Regions from separate parts of the Mus musculus genome. Here region 1 is linked to region 2. The links are chromatin contacts, called in public promoter capture Hi-C maps. All regions are on one chromosome and are shown on one strand. The core of a region is the stretch at or near the end of the contact, and the rest is flanking DNA. Distances in the headings are between cores, read along the strand shown.

Region 1 (5,203 bases), core at 2,193-4,692, 820 kb before region 2:
TGCATGTGTATGTGTGTGCATGTGTATGTGTGTGCATGCATGTGTGTGTATATGCATGCACGTGTATGTGTGTGTATGCATGCATGTGTATGTGTAGGCCCAAGGTTGATGCTGAGAAGCAATCATTCTAGGTCCTTCTTTTCCTTCATTCACCAAGGCAGTCTCTTAAGGGAACTGCAAGGCCCACCACTGTGGCTGGTCTGGATAGCCAGCCTGCCCTGGCAATTCTGTCTCTACCTTCTGAAGCTAGGGTTGCAGCTGGCCTACTGCAGTCAGCTGGCATTTCCGAGAGTTCTGGGAATCTGAACTCTGCTTCCCAAGCTCTTGAGACAAGCTCTTTGACCACTGCGCCACCTCCCCAGCCCCTCCACCTGTGCTGTGACCGTCACAGGTCGGATGTGGGATTTTTCCACTTGTGGTACCCTGTTGACATCACAGGCTTCTGACTGGAGATATTTCAGAGTTTTGGCTCAGAGAGGGTCAACCCACACAGAGCTGCCCAGAACTCTTCAGGGACTTGCAGAGCTCCAGTCTCATCTGGAAGGTAGGTACAGGAGCTGGCCGGGCTGCATCTCTCTCCTCTCCCAGCCCACTGCTCACTAACTCTGAACACGCGGGGCCACACCGTGTGGCTTGGTCTTTCCCTTTGTGCATACTGCCTGTGCCTGCTCGGCATGGAATGTCGTCCCTTGCACAATAGGCGTGGAAGATGGAGGTGCTACCTCCACTGTGTGCACAGGGAACACGGACAGAGCAGAAGCTAGGGGGTCTGTCTGAGAGAACAGAGCAGGGTTTGGAAATGCTGTGTAGATGGAGCTGATTTCTAAGCAGAGTAAGGTTGAACAGAGATGGCAAAGAACAAGGAACAACAGGGCCCCAGCAGGATCCATAGAGGTGGGAGCCGGGCCCCATGCTTGCTGCTGAGAGCTCATGGAAGAGAAGCTGGACCAAGGCTCTGCCCCAATCATAGACTCTGAGCCTCCAGGACTGTGAGCTACATAAGCCTTCCCCTCCCCATCTCTCACTCTCATTTGTATGCACGTGTGTGTGGGCCAGAAGTCGCTTCAGGGGATACTGATGGCTTAGAGGGTGCACTGTGAGGGTTCGGGCAGCATGGGGCTTGGGGAATCTTTGTTCCCCACTGCCAGTCTACAAGGGCCTACATCATGTAGCCCCTGGATGCGATCACCACACTCCTCCTCCTTTTTAAGATTTATTTTTTACTTATGTGCATGTGTGCACCTGTATGAGTTTATGTGCACCATGTTATGAGCCCATGGAAGCCAGAAGATGCCCTAACACTGGAGTTATAGGGGGTTGTGAGCCGTCTTATACTGGGAACTTAATCCAGGTCCTTTGCAAAAGCAGCCATTACTGCTGGACTATCTCTCCAGTCCCCCGACACCTTTCCTCCTTTCACCCTATCTCTGTCACTTGCCTTCTCCTTCTTCCCATCCTTGCCTCAGATGGCTCTTGACATACGAAGCTTGCTCTAAACTCCATGACCTGTACCCTCATCTGTTTTCCTCTGCGGAGAGTACTCACCTGCCCCTCAGATCTCTGCATCTTGTCACAGAAGTCTCAGTTCAAAGGTCATTCCGTCCTTCTTGAATATTAGCTCCAAATCACAGACCGACCTATGGACCCCCCTCCAGCACCCTCACCGCACCCTCCTTTGTTATCTTCCTGGTACATTCCCTGTATTCAAGGACCCTTTACACGCCCTCCCAAAGGCAGGTAGGAAGCCAGAGAGCCATGGAAGCTCCACACTGAGGGTGAAGAACGTGAGAAGTCTAAAGAAGAAAAGCAAAGAAGGCCTAGTCTTGTGTTTTTGTGTAAAGGGTGAGAAGTGGAGATGAGATTAAGCCCTGAGTGACAGACAAGTCATTGTCACTTTAGAAGCTTGGCACATCTTCAAGATGAAAAAAGGGATGTGTGAGACACTTTCAGGACGACTCCACTGTGTCCAGATGGTCTCTCTCTCCCATCCCCAGCTGTTTAAGACCGTGACCGGGTCTGATTTGCCTTTGTGCCTTCCCTGTGTGGAGCACAAGGCATGATATCAAGCCTATTTATGAGATGCTGAAACATTTTGACACATACAAGCTGATCAATTCCCCTAAATTCTGAAATACCTTGCCTGTGGGTCCTTTGCATCCTGCATTGTTGATTCACAAAGTTCAGTGCTCAGAACACCCTCTCTGCTGATTGATCAGTGAGTACGAGATGATTACTTGTTTCTTTGCCCCAATCAGGTCCAAACTCTATACTTGCAATTCCAAATTTCACCACTAGGTGCCAGGCAAACACAAACTTTAACAAACAGGTCAGGTTTCTTGAGACTTCTAGCCAGGCCTTTAATTCCCACATTAGGGAGGTAGAGGCAGGAAGACTTCTATGAGTTCGAGACTAATTTGGTCTACAGTGTGAGTTTCAGGACAGCCAGGGCTATACAGTGAAATCCTGTCTTGAAAAACAAAACAAAAAGCAACAAAAAAGAGAACTTGTAATGAAAATACACCCTAAATTGAAACAAGACACATACATATAGATATATATTTAAAACTTATCATATTGAAATAAATTAAAAGTATGATAATACCCACAGTTGGACAGAGTTGGAGAAACATGCCGCATTCGTGCTCTGTTGGTGGGAATGTAAATGAGAGCGGCCTCCCAGAGGGCAATTTGGCAACGCACATCAAAAGCCTTCAACATGTGCAAACCCTTTGGTGCAACAATCCAACTTATAGACATTTATTGTATGGAGATAATCACAGAAATAAGCCTTTACTTACTCCCAGGATGTTGAGTGTAAGGATGAAAAATTGTCCATATAAATGGCATAACTTAGAGACTGGCTATATAAAATGATACATGTGATCAGATACTATGTAGCCATTACATCTTGTAACAGTTTTTAATGATGTGGGAGTGTCTCATGATATTTCAAGTGAGAGAGAGAAGTGTGTTCCTAGAGGCTTGGTTTTTTTTTTTATAGTGGAAGTATGCGAACAAAGCTGCGTATAAAAATGTTAAAAGAACATGAAAATAGTGAGCTATTGTCTGTGGATGGTAGGAGGAGGATTGCTTTTCCCCCTTTGGTTGCCTTTTTCTACTTTCCTAATGTTTTACAATAGACACGACCATGCATTTATTGCAACAGTAAGGTCCTATTAACAAGCCCTTGGGGGCATGAAGGACAGACAGCCTCTGTTCAGGAAGGGCATGGAGACAGTGACCCCAGAGCCCCGTCAGCTCTGACCCCCTTGAGTCCATACATAACCTGCCTCACAGATGTGGGTGGCCCCTGTTGCCCCTGTCCCTTAGCCACTCCATGGGCCGCACATGTGGACTTCATTTCATCTAGGGGTGTGGGGGCAGGGAGAGGCGGAGTGAACGCAGACAGCACAGGCCGGGGATCCCAGCACAGCCCTTCGCTCCAGCTTGCCTGTTCTTTCTTCCCCTAGGAACTGCTGAGAGCCTGGTTCAATGGGAAAAAGAAAATCGCTCCCCTACCCCACCCCGACCCTGGAGTTTGCCAACAAAGTAAACACTGCTTCTAAGATTCCCTCAAACAGAAACACCAACACTAAGCTGCAGCAGCGAAACAGCTGTTCCTAAAACCGATCGGTCTCAACGCTGGGTTTCTGTCCAAATGCTTGGCTGTACGCTGAGCAGATTAGAAGGGTTTCCTCATTTATTTCTTCATTACATTTCTTATTACACCATCCTATCTATCTATCTATCTATCTATCTATCTATCTATCTATCTATCTATCTATCATCTATCTATCTATCCATCCATCTATCATCTATCTATCTATCTATCTATCCATCCATCCATCTATTATCTATCTATCTATCCATCTATTATCTATCTATCTATCTATCTATCTATCTATCTATCTATCATCTATCCATCCATCTATCATCTATCTATCTATCTATCTATCTATCTATCTATCTATCTATCTATCATCTATCTATCCATCCATCTATCATCTCTATCTATCTATCTATCTATCTATCTATCTATCTATCTATCTATCTATCATCTATCTATCCATCTATCTATCACCTATCTATCTATCTATCTACCTACCTATCTACCTATCTATCATCTATCTATCCATCCATCTATCATCTATCTATCTATCTATCTATCTATCTATCAATCATCTATCTATCCATCCATCATCTATCTATCTATCTATCTATCTATCTATCTATCTATCTATCTATCTATCGTGACTGTCCATATGTATATGTGTGCAGGCGTGCACACCACGGTGTGTATATGGTGTGTACTCCAGCTTTGTGGGGTCGGCTCTCTCATTCCACCTTTTACATAGAATTCCAGGAGTCAGGTTTGCATGGAAAGTGCCTTTACCCACTGAGCTATCTTTCTGGTCCTTCCTTCCATTCTAAAAAACAATTATGTATCTAAATCATTTTTTGACATTTATTTTAAGTATATGAGAGTTTTGTGTGTTTGTATGTGTGGGTGCCTGATGCCCGTGGAGGTCAGAAGTGGAGAATGGAGCCTCTGGAACTGGCGTTACATGATCACAAGCCACCATGGACACACGGGGAACCAAACCTGGGCCGCCAGAAGAACAAGTGCTCTTAACTGCTGAGCCATTGCTTTAGAACATTTTTTATTTGTTTTTGAGATGGGGTTTCATGTAGCCCAGGCTGACCTCAGCCTCAATATGTAGCTAAAGATGACTTTGAACTCCGAACCCTCCTGCCTCTACTTCCCAAGTGTTGGTATTACAGCTGTAGACCAGTGCTCCAGGTTTGTGGGGTGTGAGGGGCCCCAAGATGTATGCATGCTATGTGAGCAGTCCACCCACTGAGCTCTATCCTCATCATGAAAGTTTTATCTTGGAGGCTTCAAAGATGGCTCAGTAGGCAAAGTACTTGCTGGGCAAGCATGAAGACCTGAATTGGGGTCTCCAGCACCCAAGTAAAAGCCAGACACGGTGGCATGGACTTACAATGTCAGCACTGGGCGCCCAGAGGGTGGGGGAAGGGACAAACAGATACCTGGAGTTTCCTGGCCGGACAATCCAGCCAAAATGATGAGCTCTAGTTTCAGTGAGAGACCCTGCTTCAAAAAATATGTTTCTTTCTTCCTGTCTCTTTCTCTTTCTCTCTCTTTCTCTCCCTCTTCCTCCTCCTCCTCTTTCTTTCTCTC
Region 2 (5,153 bases), core at 1,146-3,645:
TTTCTGGAGGGGGAGAGCGATCAGCTATTCACTATTCCTCATGTCCCTCTCCGTCCCTGACCTGCCCATGGAAGGATTAGGTAGCATCCTTTCTCCTCTCCCCCAAGCTGAGGACAAGAACAGAGCATCCCTGCCAGATGGATATACCCTCTTGATTGACAGTCTAGGAGACACATAGACCCCTCCCTGGCCCCAGTGCCTTCCGGGTTGATGGGGGATGGGTGGCAGTGTGGGCAGCAGTCAGGTTCCTTGGGTCTGTCCTGAGGAGCCCCACATAGAGACCACGGGCAGCTTGCCATTCTCCTGGCCCCTTCCTACATCCTGCTCAGCCAAGACACTAAGACTGTAAGCCGGTAGCATCCCACCCTCTCTCCCAGAAAGTGCCAGGCACTGACAGTCTCTTTCCAAACTATGTCTTGGTGCAAGCTCCATGTGGGACCAAGCAAGGTCCTTCTTTCTGTCTGTTTGGCCTCTCCCCTATCTTCCAGAGGCAGCAGACATTTGAGCCTGGCTTTGTGCATCCTCCCCAGGGCCTGCCTCCTCCCACAGGTGAGTTTCAAGTGCAGACAGGCTGCTAGCTCTTGAGGCCCCTGAGGTACATCTCAAGACCTTCCCCAGAGTCATTCAGTCCCCTAGGTTCTGAATCCACCCCATTTGTCTTCCTGTGCATATTTGGTACCTAGGCCCCCAAGGGTGGTGGCTTTTCCACACCATTGTGGGTCCCACCAGCCCTTCTTTAATGCTGCCTCCTACCTGAGAAAGACCAGGGCAGTGGTGGAGGAGGTGAATAGGGGCTCTACTACTCCCGCAGACCCTGGAGGCGCAGCTGTGATGCTGGCGGCACTGAGCCTGCTGTCAGCTCACAGTCTTGACCAAGCTTAATTTGATACTCCTGTTTAGAGAGGGAAGGAAATCAGAAATTGGAGCCAGAGCTGAGTCCAGCGAATCTGATCAGTCCGGCAGCCTGGGAGGGCTTTTCCTAACAAACAGGGAGGGAGTGGGAGGTCCAGGGGGGCATTCGTGCTGCAAATTCAGATCCTAGCCCTGCCCTGAGAGTCAGGGGCAAGGGGTGGAGAGAGCAGTCACCTCTCTAGCTGAAGATTACCAAGCCCACTTCTCCAGCCCAAGGCTGCAGAGGACAGGCGCAGTTAGGCAAGGTCTCCCCAAATCACGATCATTCATTTCCTTTTTCTGCTTAAAAGCAGATGTGGCCGTGCCAGGGAGCAGCAGGCCAGGTCAGTGGGAGATGATGCCGGTGAGTAAAGAGGTCTGGGCATGGGATGGGAGTGGGGGAGGGGGCACAAGGCAGGGTGCCTGCTCTGACCTTCACTAAAACACAAGAGACCTTACAGGACTCAGCAGCAGTCCCTGTCCTCCACACATGCTGTCCCCTAAATCCACCCTGGAGCAGGGAGCATCCACCCCAGAGCCCAAGACTTAGCCGCCACTTGCTGTGCAGGAACCCTGTTCCTTCCAGGATGGACCTTATGTTTAGGGCAGTTCCTATCTACCTGCTTCTGGTTCTAAGACAAGCCACCATAGCATCCCCAAACCTCCACTTCTGTCTTATCTCTCTTTGCTCACTTTCCACGTATTGCTGTGACTTCTGCTACAGACCCTGTGCAGTATCACAGTCTTCCGGTCACAGTCATGTGACCACTACACATCACCCCACACTCACGCCCACATGCAATTGCTACGCTGATTGCAGTTTCATACACCCACTCACAGAGAATCAGCCATACCTCCACAGCCACAAACATGACACGGCCGTCCTCACACATATACACATCCAAACATTCATTGACTATACATACTATCACACATGGACATACACAATAACACACTCATTCTAGCCCACACATGTACATACACACTTGCGCGTGCATACACACACACACACACATGTGCGCGCGCACGCTCCCACTCATGCTCCCTAAGGTGAGTTCCTGGAGAACTTAAGCAACCTCTGACCCTTCTCCAGGTTTCCAGGCAACTACATGGAATTTGGTGAGAAATGAAGAAACTGAGCCGCCAAGATCTGTTGGTTCGATGGAAAACTACGGTTATCCAAACGCTGCGCCTGAGCAGAGGCTGGAGAGGGCGGAACGAGGCTGTGGGAATGGAAGCATCTGTGGGCGTTCCTCTCTCTTGAAAGAGCAGCCAGTTGCGCACATCGGAAAGAAATGTGTGTCTCTTCCCTGATCAGCCTTTGCAGAAGAGGTGGCCATGAGGCTTAGCAAGATAGGGTGGGCTCTGTGGCTCACTGTGGCCGTACAGTGGGTGTCTGTTGTCACTGAGAGTGGTTGCCATGGCTCCTGACACACTGATAGTCACACAGGGGCCACCCGTCTTTGGCTCCAGGCCCCAAGTCAAATGCAGCTCTCACTCAGGCCTCCCAGACCACTGGAGTCCCTGCGGAGCCAGCTGCTGGGACTCTGTCTGCAGAAGCAAGAGAGTGAGTATACTTCTAAAAGTCTCTCACTGAGCCAGACGCACTGTTTACATCCTAAGCCTACCCTCTGCATTTCCAGGAAGAAATACACTCTCTTCTCTGCCTTAAGACAGGCACTCCTCTTGGCTTATCTTTTGTTTTTTTGTTCCTGGAAAATATTTTGCTCCCATAGGAAAAGCCAAGTGGGAGCGTGGCCTCTGGGCAAGGGGATATGAGTGTGTATGTGCTCTGGGGCAGGCTGCCTCCAGCCAACCGGGATAGCAGTGACTGACAGGAAGCCATCCCTGATGCTGGGCCTTCTTAATGTGCAAGGAGGTTGAGAGCCTGGTTTTGTGCTAGTCTCTCTCTCTCTCTCTCTCTCTTTCTCTCCCTCCTCCCCCCTCCCGGTCCAAGTTTCATGTAGTGCTGGCTGGCCTTGAATTCCTGTGTAATCAAAATTGGAACTTGTCTCTAGCTCTCAACTGGGATTACAGGTTTGAGTCACCATACCCACCAAATACCTATGAATTTTTAAAAATGTATTTTGCCGAGGTGTGTGCACCTGCATGCTTGCACATGTGTTTCTGTATGTTTATGTATGCCCCTGTGTGTATACAGGTGTGCTTGCCCATGGCAGGTGTCTTCCTTTATTGCTCCTCCTCACCCTAGTTTCTGAGGCAGGGTCTCTCACTGAACACAGAGCTCCCTATTTAGCCAGGTTGGTTTCCAAGAAGCCCCCAGGATTCTCCTGTCTCAGTCACTCACCCCCAATCCCAGGATGGGGTTACAGGCAGGAGTCACTGCACCTAGACTTTATGCGGATCTAGAGATATGAACTCATATCCTCAGAGGCAGACACCTTACCCACCAAGCCAGCGCCCTGGCCCTCTGTCTCTAATTTTAAACACTGGCCTGAAATTTAAATGGGACAGGGACACCAGTAGGCCAGTGTGGATCAGACCGTATTCTCTCAGATATTGTAGGACCGCAGAGTGAGTCAGCCACAAAATTAAGAATCCCTGAAAGGAAGCTGTCTTCATACATTGACTAATAAAATGCCAATGTCTGTGAAGAGTTTGGACCATTGCTGATCTGGTAGTGCAGTTGTAATTTCTCGCTGGCTATCTTTAGCCCTTTAAAAAGACATTCCTTGCCCACCTTTGTGTCAAACCTAACATCCTGATAGACAGATAAAAACCCTTGGAACACATTAACTTCACAAAACACCATTTGCTAACAGAAGCGCTAAAGATGCTATAGTAGAGATTCCTCACCCCCCCCCAGTACTGTCCACCACCAGTGTATTTTAAAATGCCTTGATTTATAACTTTTATTGTTCTGTTGCTACAAAAACTGCTCCCATGTTGGACCATGGAAAGTGGGGTGACCTAGCTCCATGTTCCTGGGCCATGATGACTCGAATTTGTCTCAAGAATGTTTTATCAGACCCCAGGATAGAGACTGGTACCCTATTGGGGAGTGGCTCAGATAGAGGCAAGATGAGGGCTAAGGTGCTCTCTTTCTAACCTTCCCCAGGTCAGCCTGGCTGAGGAAAAAGGAATCTGTAATGTAGGCCCCAAAAGAATAAAAGCTCTGGGCAACCCTAGGTGGTGAGGACGGTGAGACTGACCATAGAAGGCAGAAGGGAAGGCCAAAGAATGGCCACGTTCTGGCAAGGAGGCTTTCAGAATGTGGAGAGAGACTGATGGGGAGAGACCAGAGATTCTAAGCAGGCTGCAGATGTGAGGGGATGTGGTGTCCTTCAGAACAGCCCCGGCTCTAACTGGATGGGGAGGAGACAGCTCATGTGCAAGCGATAGATGAACCCACAGAGCTAACAGACAGAGCTCTGTGGGATGCAGAGGGAGAGGGCTCCTGGTGTGGCTGGTGGCTCCAGGAAACCCTTTCCTGTGCCTGGGAAGCTCACTGGGGCCCTGTGGGAGGAAGAGGAGGCTGTTTGGAGGCCTGCAGATCCTAAGGCTTTTGTGGGCATTCTCTGCTCAGGAACAGGATGAAAGTCTGAAACCCCGGGGGTGGGGGTGGGGCCTGTGTGATGCAGGGAGGGCACCCGGATGTGAAGCTGCCGACAGGGTGAAGAAGAAAAGATCGTCAAAGCAACTTCAAGCAGCCTCGTGCCAGGTGACCAGAGAGCTGGTATCGATCCATTCACTCAGCAACCTGTCTAGACACCAGCCAGGTCTCCACCCTCCCAGAAAGCACATAAGGGGAGGGGTGCTCCCCACAGCCCAGAGCATCCCCAGGCCAGGGCCATACCTCTGTCTCCTTCCCCTTCTCCCATGGTCCAGTGATCAGCCTGAGTGTGAGTGAAACGGCATCACTGAAGACCCTCAGCTCAGAGGGAACAGCCTTTGCTTTGTGACTCTCTGATATCTCTTTTGACCAAACAGCAAAGTCTGGGACCTGGAGATGCCCTAAACCCAGGCACCCGATAGACTTGTTCCAGACAACCATGCCTAACAGATATCATCGCTCCACCTGCCCCATTCCTCACCATCCACACAGCAACATCCACAGTACCTGACTTCAGATGTTATCTTCACTTCAATTACTGCACTTGACATCTACAATATCTTACTAGAAAGCCAGGCTCCCTTAGATGAAGGATCTTAAAGTCTGGGCAGAAATGTCAGCAGCTGACCTAAGATAAATTGGGGTCCCCAGTGTTCCCACAAACTTTTGAGAAGTAAGAGGGGACATG

The links. Promoter capture Hi-C pulls out the DNA fragments that hold promoters and counts their contacts.
Region 1: a promoter capture Hi-C map of embryonic stem cells shows a contact between it and region 2, with 3 times the contacts expected there. The contact joins two enhancer-like sites. A contact is called at or near these places in 7 of 39 promoter capture datasets (the HPC-7 cell line, cranial neural crest, embryonic stem cells and 3 more) and 1 of 9 other capture datasets (embryonic stem cells).

The regions. Positions count from the first base shown.
Region 1 is chr11:51,531,595-51,536,797 of GRCm38.p6, reverse strand. The region is part of intron 5 of Col23a1 (collagen, type XXIII, alpha 1); the gene reads right to left. Among named protein-coding and RNA genes, the nearest start is that of Phykpl, 51 kb to the left of the region's middle. Within about 2 kb of position 3,442, at least 9 of the 459 cell types and tissues checked have an H3K27ac peak or open chromatin away from gene starts, as enhancers often do.
Region 2 is chr11:50,714,808-50,719,960 of GRCm38.p6, reverse strand. The region is part of intron 3 of Adamts2 (a disintegrin-like and metallopeptidase (reprolysin type) with thrombospondin type 1 motif, 2); the gene reads right to left. Among named protein-coding and RNA genes, the nearest start is that of Gm39819, 19 kb to the right of the region's middle. Within about 2 kb of position 2,395, at least 30 of the 459 cell types and tissues checked have an H3K27ac peak or open chromatin away from gene starts, as enhancers often do.